3 separate regions of the Drosophila melanogaster genome follow, and all the other regions are linked to region 1. The links are chromatin contacts, called in public Hi-C and targeted proximity ligation maps. All regions are on one chromosome and are shown on one strand. The core of a region is the stretch at or near the end of the contact, and the rest is flanking DNA. Distances in the headings are between cores, read along the strand shown. Region 1 holds the start of cass (cassowary). Region 2 holds the start of Cse1 (Chromosome segregation 1). Region 3 holds the start of ncm (nucampholin).

Evidence for each region. A called contact is a pair of places that touch in the nucleus more often than the background predicts.
Region 2: a targeted proximity ligation map of the Kc167 cell line shows a contact between it and region 1, with 7 times the contacts expected there. A contact is called at or near these places in 16 of 107 Hi-C or Micro-C datasets (the Clone 8 cell line, the D17-c3 cell line, the Kc167 cell line and 5 more) and 2 of 7 datasets of targeted methods (both in the Kc167 cell line).
Region 3: a contact with region 1 is called in a Hi-C map of the Kc167 cell line, with 2.4 times the contacts expected there. A contact is called at or near these places in 34 of 107 Hi-C or Micro-C datasets (the D17-c3 cell line, the Kc167 cell line, the ML-DmBG3-c2 cell line and 14 more) and 1 of 7 datasets of targeted methods (the Kc167 cell line).

The regions. Positions count from the first base shown.
Region 1 is chr2L:17,476,232-17,480,805 of dm6, forward strand. cass (cassowary) reads right to left here and starts at 1,657. Exons shown (of 7, transcript NM_058106.5): 1 at 1,418-1,657; 2 at 1,168-1,329; 3 at 462-995; 4 at 186-386; 5 at 1-130. The coding sequence starts at 1,486. It overlaps fws (four way stop), which reads right to left. Exons shown (of 4, transcript NM_165221.3): 2 at 4,065-4,574; 3 at 2,941-4,011; 4 at 2,211-2,882. The coding sequence ends at 2,304.
Region 2 is chr2L:16,822,682-16,827,044 of dm6, forward strand. It overlaps Cse1 (Chromosome segregation 1), which reads right to left and starts at 2,526. Exons shown (of 7, transcript NM_078864.3): 1 at 2,301-2,526; 2 at 959-1,818; 3 at 404-887; 4 at 33-335. The coding sequence starts at 2,385. It overlaps mdy (midway), which reads left to right. Exons shown (of 10, transcript NM_165195.3): 6 at 2,729-2,837; 7 at 2,898-3,041; 8 at 3,098-3,408; 9 at 3,469-3,741; 10 at 3,802-4,283. The coding sequence ends at 4,035.
Region 3 is chr2L:18,446,283-18,450,588 of dm6, forward strand. It overlaps ncm (nucampholin), which reads right to left and starts at 2,675. Exons shown (of 3, transcript NM_136033.3): 1 at 1,967-2,675; 2 at 499-1,810; 3 at 1-434. The coding sequence starts at 2,572. bsf (bicoid stability factor) reads right to left here. Exons shown (of 5, transcript NM_078872.5): 4 at 3,957-4,306; 5 at 3,235-3,893. The coding sequence ends at 3,352.

The DNA of each region.
Region 1 (4,574 bases), core at 407-2,906:
TTAAACTATTTGGATGATTTTTTCCAAGAGTGTGCAATGCGTACAGTAAGCACTCGGCGTGCGAAAACTGAAACGAGGGCGGTGTATCTCCCAGATCCTCGTCACTCAGCTTTGGCAAAGGCATGTATTCCTGGAAATTGTTTACATGTTATTCGCTCAATTTCGAATGTACCAAGTACACTTACCAGCAATACATTGTAGACTGCATTAATCCGTTCGCTGGCATTGTCCAGCTTGTCTGTGTTGGTTATCATCTCGGCGAATACCTTTAGTAATCTAAGTTGGATTTGATCTTGCGAAACTGCAGTGGCGATCATGTTCCAGGTCTTGATGGGCAACAGTTTATCGCAAACGTGAGCCACGAAGGCCGTGGATTTGATGGTTTTCTATAGGAATGGCAAGAGATTCGATTTAAATGCTCGCCAGGGGTTCGATTTCATGTGCAGCTATTGGAAACTTACCGAAAAGTAAGGAGCCGCAGCAGAGGCGCACTGAATGAATCGCTCCACCACCTCGTCGTCGACGGCTATGATGTCCGCGTCTGTGTTATTTAGCTCCGCCTGCTCCGTGGCCAGCTTGACGAGCTCGGCGTGTCCCGTGATGGTGCTTCCCAGTTTGGTGGCTCCCAGAATTGTCATGCACAGATGAAACTCATCGGCAGTGACATCCTGCAAAGCCTTTTTGATCTCCTCCACGATATAGTCCTCGATTTCCTTGGTAATAACTGTGGGACCCATGGTCAGCAGCTTGGTGGCAATGAACTTGAGGCAGCGCTCCCTTGTCGTTTCATCCCCAGTGGAGATTTGCTGAAACAATCCGGCGATGGAGCTCTTGGTGTCCAATTTTATGATGGCCAGCAGTGAGTTGTTGACCTGCTGGAGTTCTGTGGGATCGTCCAGGATTAACAGCTGGGCCAGAGTATCACCCACTCGGATGGTAGCATCTGCGTTTCCCTGGCACAGTTTCGGCAGATCTTTGATGGCCTGGCGGCGGATCTACAAGGATGATAAAGATATTTAGTTTGTGGAATATGTGGGATATCTTAAGCTGTCAAGATACGGAGCAGGATTACAGGGGATTTCGATTTATTTACACACATCAGCTGCATACAGGCCAAAAATTCCGAGCCTATTGTATCAGCTGGGTAACTTTATGGCACCCACTCACCTGTGTGTCGTCATCCTCGCACAAATCAAACTGCGCGTCTATGGCTGTGTCGGCCAAATCCGGAAAGTGTTTGAAGAAGTTACCAATGAACTGCGATGCCAGGCGCTTCTCCTTCGACGTGCCCTTCACGGCCTTGAGTATCTCTTTATATTCATCCACATGCTGCAATTCGAAAAAAACATGCATATATATATTAGACCATGTATCATATACCGTTTTTTTTTCGGCACGTTTTGCAATGGCGGCATACTTCGGATATTTTATCGCCCGCCTCGGACAGAATCTCGTAGCATTTGTACAGTCGCTCTATGTTGTCCATCTTCTTGGCCAGTGGTACGCACTATATTTGCAGAGGTTTCAAGCGTCTATAGTTTACTTTACACAGTTTTCGTTGCAGTTAAATTGGATGACAGCGTTTCTCAAATGAGAGTTTTTCACGTTGCAAACAAAATGGTGAGCACGGGGGAGTGACCAGATCTCGAGACAGTAAAAACCCAGATGGATATCGATATACCGTTGGGAAAAATTTGTACTACCGTTATTCAGAATACACATCGATAGTTAGAACAAGTTATTAGTACCGTTATTCTGAATACGCATCGATAGTTTAAAAAAGTTATTACTACCGTTGTTTTGAATGCCTATTTCAAATCGATATAAATGTGAAAAATATATAAATACCGATATTCCGGAGGAACTATTTCCAAACGATGTAGTGATATATTTTTATTTGAAATCCTCTTAATGTTAATGACGAATAAGTAAGAATTATTCTTTTAATACGAAACATCTTCCAAAATGTGTCTTTTGAGTAAGTACCAGTATCATTTATATTAACCATGGAATTCCATTTATTCATATAGCGCCAGCCAAAACTGCCTACCAAAATTAATTTAATCAAATGACAATATGACACAACCTCGCATAATTTCAATTTTAAGCCTCTAGCCTCAAGTTCTCACTGCTATCATTATTCCACTCAATAAGTTATTCTAAGAAACTCATTAGCTTCATTTAGCGGAAGGAACTGAGTACAATGATTTAATAGAAGGATGCCATGCATATGTTTATTCCAAACATATTCGTGCTCTTACATACATACATACATAGTTCTAGATACATAATACATTAGACATTTATGGAAGTGCCTTTAAGGCCTGTTCAAAATAATCTACCATCATGGGGTAAACTTCGTCGTACTGCTGAATGTTCTTTCGCCTGGCATTGTCCCGATACCGTTGCAGTGCCCCCGAGATCAGCTCTAGTTTCTCCCGTTCAGCCGTGTGCCCATCCAGCCATTCGATCAGCCGCTCATTGGACCAGTTGGCCGTCGTGTGTGGCGACTGCAGATCTGCTCCAGCGTGTCCGAAGAGCAGCAACAGCACTATGTAACTGGGCACTAGAGAGTCCTCGCCGATTGTCTGCTTGACCAGCTCCTCGGCCGTTTGGACGATCAGCAAGGACATGGCTCTTAGCAGACGCGACGGCTTTCCCAGCTCGGCGAGATTTGGGCAAAGAGGTTTCAACGCCTGTTCCATGTGTTGACAGTCTTGCTTCAAACGCTGCCTTCCGCAGGAGCTTAAAGGTCGCAGAATGCACACATTGTGCAGGAAGAGCTCAATGCAACGTTTGGCCAACTCGTGTCCGCACTTTTTCGTCATCTGCTTGTCATCGAACAGGGCGATGTGATGCGACCAGGATCGGTTGACGAACTCCTAATAGTTTGATTGAGACATATGACTAGCCAAGTATTACATTCAAATTCCCACCCACCTGCAGTTCCTTCATGTACATCGACGGACCTGTGGTAGACATCCTCTCCGAATTCAATCCCGGCTCCCTGTGCATACTCAATACAATGATGCTAATGGTCGTGATAATCGACTCCATTATCTGCTGTAGAATGGTGCCGATCAGTAAATCAGCCTGTTCCAAGGATCGGGATATAATCTCCCTAGCTGTTCCCGGTGTCTTTTCAAAGTGCACATGAAGATCACTGAGCATGCGACGCACTGAATCCTTATAGTAGAACAGAACATTCGCCAGCTGGGTGTTTTGCTGCTGCTGCAGATTGGGCAGATCCACGACCTGCTTGGAATCAGCTCCCAGCTTGATTTGAGCCTCTAGTTTTGTGCACAACTCTTTTCCACAGGCCGCAAATACATTTGCTATGGCATTCGTGAGACGGGAATCGATCAAAGCAGCACTGAGCTCCGTTGATGCCACACGAATAAAGTTGTCCACCGTTTCGTTGCCGGGCAAATCGACTCCCGCCAGACATGCCTTAAAGTTGGCAGCACACTTGCTAACGTAACCCACTTCCAGGGGAGCAAATAGTTCGTTGTCAAACTGAAACTCGCCATGCAGACGCTGCTCCAAGCCACGAGCGGAGGTCAGGAGCTTTGAGAGCCCCTCCTGAAGGGTCTGCGTAACATGCTGGGGGCATTCGTCAAAGGATTTTCGCAGGAGCTGCTGCACCTGCTGCCAAAAACGCTGCGGAATGCACTGATCCGATGATTCTGATGTATAGCCAAACTGGTTGATCTGCTCGAGAGCCGTTTTCAGCAGCTTGATTTGCGTGCAAGTCTCAAAAAGTTCATCATAGAGCAGCCAATGAAGAGACTTCCAGAACTTGGCACGGAAGTTTTGAGTGGTTGTCAACTGGGGAGTTTTTCCTGGTCCCCTCGAGGGAGCAGGTTTGCTCACATTGTGCGTCGGGGACTTGTTCAGCACAGATATATCGTTGCCAGCAAAGCACTCTTTCAGAGATTGCTCCATGTCGGCAATAAAGGTGGCCAATAGGTTATCCAGCGATTTTTCCAGCGTATTGAAATTCATAAAGATCTAAGGAATAAGAACTCTTAGGTATATGCTAGAAAAATGTTTGTTATATCCACCTTCAAGGCATTAACCACTTGGTTTTCATTGCGCTCCTGGAGCCCAGTGACCAACTGCATCTGCGTGAGGTTCCTTATCTTCTGAGCAGAGCTGATCACATAAGCTCGCTCCTGCTGGATAAAATCAATGTCCTTTAGCTCCTTATCTTCGATGAGTTGGCCCAACTCAAAGTGGATTTCGGCCAGGCGTAGGACATCCTTGGTCGCTTTTAGTTTGGCCGTGAGGCTCAGCAATGTTCCAGCCGAGCGGAGTAGGTGACTGACATCGTGCAGACGCCCTAGCACTTGCGTTTGGTTCTCCACCTGCTGGTACTGCGTGTCCACCTGGTTCTTCAGCCGGTGCCCAGTTTCCCTGACCCGCTGCACATCCTCGGCGAGCGCGTTTAAAGCCGCATCGAAGCGCCCAGCGTGGGTGGCCTGCTGCAGTAGAGCTCCGTGCTTGTCGCGCACCTGCTGGTGCAGCTCCTCCTTCGTGTTCTGCAGTTGCTTGGACAGCTCCTGGATTTGCTG
Region 2 (4,363 bases), core at 1,276-3,775, 650 kb before region 1:
TAGAAACGTATGAGATAGTCCCCCAAACTCACCTTTCATTACGTACTCATTTTCACCGGAACCTGGGAGTGAAAGGGTCGCAAATAACCCACTAATTAGTTCAGTTGTGTAAGGTGCTAAAATCTGAGGACCAAAAACGATCGCGTTGCTAGCATCCCGCATAGAAAGGATCTTCTCCACTGAACAAGCAGCATAGCTATGAACAACAGAGCTTTCGGCGGGGAGATGTCGAATTAGCTGGGGCAGGCAGCTTGCTAAGACTTGGGGACCCAAAATGCTGCGGAACACCATTACATACTTAATTGCAGCAGCCTTAAGAACAGGAAACTCGTTAACTGCAAAGAGCATTGGAAGAATGCAGATATAAGATGATCGAATTGGGAAAATGGTTATTTGGGCTTACTGTTGGGTCTTTCCAGTTCTGGAATAATTTGCTGGGCACAAAATTCGGGAAGTGGAACCAACTCCGAGGTCTGTGTGATGCCATGCTTTTGAGTTCCTCCTCGAGATGCCCACGAAGTAACCAAATAAATTGCCGTATCCTTTGACCTCCAATTGGTAGCCGGATTCTCCTTGTACTTGGTCAACAATCTCTCTAGATACTGGCCAAAAATGCCAAAGATCTTTTGTTCAAAGTTGATTGATAGAGTCTTCACCAGATCACATGCCGCCCGACGTCGTGTGTCAATGTCAGAGCCTTCAATATCCCTTCGAATGTACTCCTCCGGACTGTCCTCGAAAATTTCTTCATCTGAGGGCCGGATGTCTAGATTGGGAATGACAACTTTATCGCAGATCTGAGCAAGAATCTCTGGGTTCTCGAAAATGCTCTGATAATGCTGGCGGTCAGCCACCACAGAGAGGAACTGCAGAGCATGGGAGACCAACTGTGCGCAAAATAAGAATGGAAAAATTATAAAAATAATTATTAAGAAAGCGTATGGTTTCTGTTACTTACCGAATCGTACTTGGTGTGCAAACTTGTCTTGACCAGTAACTCCCAAACTGCAGTCACAAATTGCTCCATAAATGGCTTGAACTCCTCGTCGTACTTTTTTGCATAAAGGCAAATGTTCTCGCAGACTTGAGCACGCAGATGCTCTAGAACACCCGCATCCTCATCATCTGCAGTACGCAGGGATGGCACATCCGCAGCTAGTTGCTGAATAAACGCTCCCATCCACGTATTGATATTGTCCTCAAAGAACTCCGGCAAATCTTGGGAGTTGAGCGAGAAAAACACCTTGTTCACAAGGACCAATGAACCGTAGATGACCTTCAGGGCGCCGGCATTGTTCTCGTGCACCTTAGTCAACTGCATTGTGGCCTGGAGCAGGTCTGTCAGAGGTTTAGCCATACGATCCAGTACAAATTTGATCTCCTCCCACAAAGCCTGCGACTTGAACTCATAACGATAGCGCTTGAAAAGCGAGTGTGCGGTTTGCAAAACGCCGTTGATGACATTGAAATCACCAGAGGCAAATCTCTCCACCATCTCGTCGATAAGCTGCGGCCATTTTTTGGGAAAATCATATTTGCCTATGATGCTGACCGCGTCGCTTAGTTGTTTTTGCAATGCCACCGGTGAGTGGAGCATTAGCGTAACGATCAAGGTCTTAATTGTATTCCTGTCACTTTCGTGGATGCGATCCGGTCCGTCGCTGTCAAGGTGGGCTGCCCAATTCCGCTTAATATAGTTCTTAAAGGCAATGGCTCCCGCCACCCGCGTAGTCATGTCCATTTGGGCTTTGTCTATCAGATTGAGCAGTAGGATCGGGTAATTCTGCTGTAGTTCCGTGGACTCCAAAAGTTTTTCGGCTATAAAAGTAGAGAAGGAAATGGTGTGTTTGTTAGAACTATTGTACTTATGTAAATCGGATGTTGCAAATACAAATATATAAGGAACCGATAGGAGCTTACAGTGTTTCTCGTTAGACTAAACATATTTTCAATTCAAGCAATAAGTTTTTTATACAATATTTTCAAAAGCTTGGTTATGGTGGTGCGGAGTCTATAGGCTTGGTATGCCTTAAATAATCCTAAAACTAGGTCTATGGTTTTGAAAGGTGGCTTGGCAACAGTCATATCAAGATCAGCTAATCTCGATTCAATTAATAGAAAGCGTGACTGTATAAATTCTTTGACATAGGGAAAACTTGTAGACAACTTCAAATGGATTTAAAAACCGTATTTTTCTTTGGCGTCGCCAAAAACCATTTCCCGCGCACATACACATCAGCACCCCTGCACGCATGTGCAGTTGTGTGTGTGCACATGCATTCCTACACACACACACTCACCCGGCCGGCGGACATTGGGATCGGCGCTCAGCGTCTGCTGCAAATAACCGGCCAGCAGCTGTAAATTTGCCTCTGTCACTTCCATTTTGAGTATATTTTCTTTTCGATGGTCCTATTTGCTTTAATTTATATCACTCGTGGCTTGTTCCTCCACACTCTTGCAACATGAAATGAAATCGCAATTCGTTTTCGCACACAATGCTCGCCGATCTGGGGATGGAACTCAGGGCGAGTTTTCGATATCGATTGTTTATAGTTACTGTTACTAGGATTCGATGGTTTTAGATTTTAAATGTTCATATCAGAAATATCGCATATTGAACTTTACTAATTTAGTATCATTTGATATGATATCAATTCCTGTTTTTTTTTTTCAAAAACCAACTGAATGAATTAAAAATTAAAACAAATTTGTAATTCTTTTCCAGGAAATAATTGCAGAGGGCTTGGGCTTGTTCATCCAGATAGTGAACATTGTTGTCTTGGTTTGCCTACCGGTGGTAACAATTCACCTAAAAGGACATGCTTTTAGTTTGAGTGAGAAATTAACTTAGTTTAGGTGTATTTTAAAATATTTAATTATCTGTTAATCTTTAGTGGGCGCTTCAACAGTTTGCTTCTTTTACTCTGTGTTGTTCCTAAAACTATGGTCCTATGTGCAGACGAATATGTGGTGCCGTCAGACTTATTATCAAAAGAATCCGCGGGAGCGTCGACCAAGCATAACTTTGGCGGAACTAAGTATGTTGAGATCTCTCAACGGAATGTCATATATTAAAAATTCATCTTTCATCCAGAAAAAGGAGTTTTGAATGGAGGTGAAGAAGACGAGGACGTTTCCAAGCTGGTGCAATATCCTGATAATCTCACATACAAGGATCTCCTGTACTTCCTTTGCGCGCCCACTCTCTGCTATGAGTTGAATTTCCCGCGAACTTCTCGCGTGCGCAAACGCTTTTTGCTGAAGCGTTTATTGGAGGTGGTGATTGGAGTGAATGTGGTTATGGCCTTGTTTCAACAATGGATCATTCCATCGGTTCGGAACTCCCTGATTCCGTTCTCCAATATGGACGTGGCCTTAGCCACTGAGCGACTTCTTAAACTTGCGGTTGGTAGAGTGAAAATTATAAAACGTTTGAGTATTATTTAATAATTTTTCTTTAATTAGCTACCCAATCATCTTTGCTGGCTCTGCTTTTTCTATCTAATGTTCCACTCTTTTCTTAATGCGGTCGGCGAACTGCTGAATTTTGCAGATCGCAATTTTTATTGTGATTGGTGGAATGCGAATAACATTGACACCTTCTGGCGTACATGGAACATGCCAGTTCATAGGTGGTGCGTGCGTCATCTCTACATCCCTGTGGTCCAAATGGGATATTCCTCAAGACAGGCCTCTACTATTGTCTTTCTTTTCAGTGCCGTCTTCCATGAATATTTGGTATGAGGGTTGATATTTAGAATTTCAAATTTTGTACAATAATATAATTTATATTTTCAGGTTTCAGTTCCTTTGCAAATATACAAGATCTGGGCATTTATGGGCATGATGGGTCAGATTCCCCTATCGGCCATATCCAAATCCATTGAAAAGAAACTGGGTCCCCGAATGGGCAATATAATCGTGTGGGCTTCCATTATTCTTGGTCAGCCTCTGTGCATAATGGCCTATTATCACGATTATGTCGTCCAGCATTTCAAAAACTCGCTCAACGGCACCGACTACAGTAGTTAGGTTTCAAAAAAGGTTAACATTTAAAAATGGAGCAACACTGAAATATCTGCATCGGTCGGGTCCGTGTACTTTTCGTAATTTATAAGCCAGAATGCAAGTTAAGAAGGAAACTTGTGATTGCCAATTTACAAAGCATATTTTGTATGACTTTTGCACATGCATGTAGTACTGATTAACACAAATAGATTGTTATTGAATGCATTTGTTAATGAATTTAAGTGTCATGTAAATAAATCAAATTTTAAACTAAATAAAATGTTTTTAATTTTTAAATTATATGAAACGAAAAAAATGTAATTATTAAGCTCTTTGTTCGATAGTTCCTTCC
Region 3 (4,306 bases), core at 1,425-3,924, 970 kb after region 1:
AATCTCCTCGAAGGGCGGTATGTAGATCTTATTGATGTTGCAGAACCGCTGCGCCAGCAGTCCGTAGAACTTCTCGTATGTTCTCTGTTCCGCACAGCAATCGAGAAACATGTGACAGAGCTCGATTTCTTGTCCGGGTTTCAGTTGCATTTTCATCAGTTTATGAGCACACTCCTCATAATCCAAACTGGAGTTGATTGTTAAGTAAATTGTGCGTCGCAGGGCAATCAGATTGGTTTCAGTGCTGTCAATGATGTCGCCAGCCTCGGCTTTCTTTTCCGCATCGGATCCGGATTCTCCATCCGAATCACTATCCGAATCTGATCCGGAGCCCGAGCCTGAACTACTGCCATCGTCGCTTCCCAGGATCTCACGACTTAGGCCTTTGTATTTGTCCTCATTTTCGGCATAATTGTCGTCAAATTTAAAAACATCTATAAAGAAACGTAAAAATTATTAGAGTTCAATACAAACTAAACCTTTCGTAGATAAACTCACTTAGTATATCTTCCGTTTCGGTGGCTTCATCCAGCATCATCAGATGTGTGAACTGATCGTCCTCCTCAACGAGCTCCAGTTCCGGAACAACAGCCTGATGATCCTTAAAGCCATCCTTTCGAATCTGAAACAGCACCTCAATCATGTACTGTACACGCTTGTCCAACTTTCCCTCGTGCAGAATGTTTCTCAGCATCTCGAAGATGGCCCCAATGCCTTTAGACGAAACCTCAGTCAGTTTCATACCACACTCTTTCAGAAAAGCGATGGCTACCTCTACAGAATCGTCCGTTGGCGTTTCCACCAGCAGGGTAAGGATTTCTAGTGCCAGAATCTCATGTGCCACCCTCTGGTTAACCAAATGGCCAATGAATCGAGTGGCCGACATGCAAACCATCTTATCATTGCGTCGGAACGCCCTACGAAATTGGATGACCAGACGTTTGAGGAGGAGCTCTCCTATGTTCGGAAACTTTGAATTTATAATGCTCACCAGAGCGGCGTATACATGGGTGAATGTGGGCGAAGCAGCCTGGGCTTGGATGATGCTCCTGCTTAGTAAGCCCCTTCCCCTCACGATATTCTCTCTTAGAAGCTCTCTGGTGATGATGGCTATATTTGTTACATTCACTTTGTTTATGTAACCATGGATCGATTTCTTGAGAGCCTCCCAAGCAATTCTCTGATAGGCAGCGGATGATTTGTCCGTGATCTGTGACTGCATCATGCGCAGCTTCGCCGGCGGAATATAGGCTCCTCCAGTCCGAGATGTCAGCACATCGACGGTCTTTCGTTGGCGCTCAGTTATTTTGGCTGCCGGTTCGGTTACGGTTTCATTGTCTGCATTAGTTTCGGTGGTTTCGGTGTGGCGTGGGGTCTTTGAGGATTTGGATTTCGGAGTGGAGGAGGATCGATCTCTTTTGCGTTCTGGCGACCTCTTCTTTTCCCTCGAATCATCTCTACGCCTGCTGCTGGTTGGTTCGCCCTTTTGATGGCGCTTTTCTCGCTCCTTGGCTCGCTCTTCATCGCGTTTATCTCGCTCCTCATGACGTCTCTGTCGCTCAACGCGTCTTCTCTCCAAAGAATTGGATCTGCGGCGGATTGGACTTTTACTGCGACTCCGGGTCCTGCTGCCTTTGCTTCTCGAGCGACGACGACGACGGCTGCTGGGTGATGGACTCCTGCTGGATGAGCGTGGGCGTCGTCGTTTGCCATCCGGGCTGCGGCTTTGTTTTCGTTGGGTTTCTTTGGGTGGACTCTTAGATGCGACAGCTTTCTTTTCCTCTTTAGTCGGTAGGTCATCTTCGTCTTTCTAAAAAATGAAAATTTATCATATCATGATGATGAAAAAACTAGCTGATAAATGATTGTGTTGAATTAATTTCATTAATTAAATAATTTGAATTTCATTGATGACGAAATAGTAAAGCGGCTTAATACCGAATTCTACCCAAACATGATGACTTACGTCGGTTATCTCGCCCTCTTCGATGTGGTCCGCAGTGGGAGGTTTCACTGTTTCAGCTGCTGCTTCCACCGGCGATTCCTTGCTACTTCCATTGGTGGTCACTGGCTGCTCTTCATCCTTCCTCCGCTCTTCTAATTCCCGTGCAGCGTTTTCCTCTTGGGCCTTCGGGCTGTTCAGCTCTTTCGTCACACTTGAGGCTTCTGCTTCCTCTTTCCGCTGGACAGGTGTTTCAACTTTTTTCGCTTCATTTAATTTCTCGCTTTCCGCCTCCGCAGCTGCTACTGCTTCTTCTTGCTGCTTTTCCACGCCAGCAGAATGGGAAATGTGCTGGCGCTCCGAACGAGGCTCAGCCGCAGGAGTTTTCTTCTGCTCAGTGGGCTGCTCATCCTGTCCAGCATCCCTCTCCTTGGCACGCTTCTCCCCCCTATCCGTATCGTCAGTTTTCTTGGCATCTTTGGCGGATTCCTCCTGCTTTGCTTCCTCTTCCTCGCGCCCGCTGCTTTCGGAGGACGAGGACTCGCTCCTGGCGTCGCTGTCGCTGCCACTGGAAGTGTCGCTGCTGCTGGAATTGCTGCTCGAATCGCTCTCGGCATCGCTTTCCCCCATCGCGCGTTTATTTCGAGAAATTTTCAGGGAAAACAACGATGAAAATTATTGGGCAGCAAAAAACACAACGCGGCGATAGAATTAGAGATGGGACACCAGTGGCGACGGTATCGATATACACATGTGTTTGACTGCTAAATCGTATCGAAATTGTAGTTTCGATAGTCAGCTATAGAAATGCTAAATGTGTTTTTTAAATTGAACTGAAAATTTAAATTCAAGTTCCACATTAGAAAAAATGATATTTTAAAATTAATTTTATAATATGGCACTATCGTAAATTTTATAGCACAGCGAACCTCAATATTTAAGGGCAACGATTTTTTTACGACTAAAACAGTGTAATATATTTGTTATAACATATTTGGTTCATTGCACTGCAGAAATTTCGAATATCAGCTCGAAAATGGAACAAGGATATGGAACAAGAACATTAAATTTGAAACGAAACTTTTTTTTTTTAGCGATTTTTGGGCTCCAAAACGGGCAATCGTGTTTTACAACATCATGCGTGCTTCCAATTAATTTTAGGATCTGTCTTAAGGGAATGAATTGAACCATTATTTTATTGAAAATTAAAAATGATAGCTTCATCTTGAAAATAGTAAAAAAGATCCTTTATCGCTCAGTTGAATCCCCTAGAAAAATAACTGGCGCACTTTCGCAACAAAACAACTAAATTTATTTTAGTTTACAAATTGTTTATCCATAGTAAATACTTTAAAAATAAGCTTTAATCACGACGGCCTACACTAAACAAGGACCTTTTGCAGAAACCTCTAGGCCTTGCTGTCCGGTTTGGGTGGAACAGTTTCCGGTACCGATGGCGACACGTCGTCGTCGCTGGAGGATGAAGAGGAGGACGAGCTGGAGTCGTCGGCCTTCGTCCGCTTCTCGGGGATCGTGTAGGGGAACTTCTGGGATTTCTCCTCCACCGCCTGTTTCAGACGCAGCAGAGCTGTCCTGTTGATGTTTTCCAAGGATACGTCCTTAATGGCATTGGCCAAGACAACCATGGCCTTGTCGGAGTTGCCCTTGGTAGTCTGGATGTCAATGAGGCAGGAGTACGCGTTTCCGATCGCGCCCTCGGAGATTTTGCTGTTCTTCAGCTGGGAAATGACTGTGGAGGCGAGCTTCTCGTCCTGCTGCTCGCGAGCCGTCTGCAAAACGCGCTGGAACATCAGCCTTGGGGCATTGGACAGGTGCTTATCCCAAATCTCCTTAGAAGCCGCCTCCTGGCCAGTGGAAATCAAATGCATCCACAGGACATTCATGGGTCCTAGTTGATTGTGAGCAGCAAACTTCTCAGCGAGGGATTGATCTGAAAATTATCAGAAAAATTTATAGTTTTAACACTTGTTTAATAGGCATTTCTGGGACCTACATTGCGGCACCAATTCCGGGTGTTTTTCCAAAATGCCAACTGCTCCTCCGCGTGGGAACTTCTCAGCCAGCTTGGTTGACTCCTCGGGAGTTTTGGCCGCATCGATTTCTGTGGTCAAGTGCTTCAGGAACTCCTCCGCCTTTCCGGCCACTATATTGGCATGACAAAACCGATTGTCAAAGGAAATCAGACGCTTCTGCTCGTCATTCAGCTGCTGGCCAATTCTCTGCATTGTTTCCAGATCGCCTGCAGCGGCAATTTTGTTCAGGTAAAACTTGAAGATCTTGGGCTGCGGGTGCAGTTTATCGCCCAGGAGCTCCTCGACATACTTGGTGGCCTCCGTTAAGCGA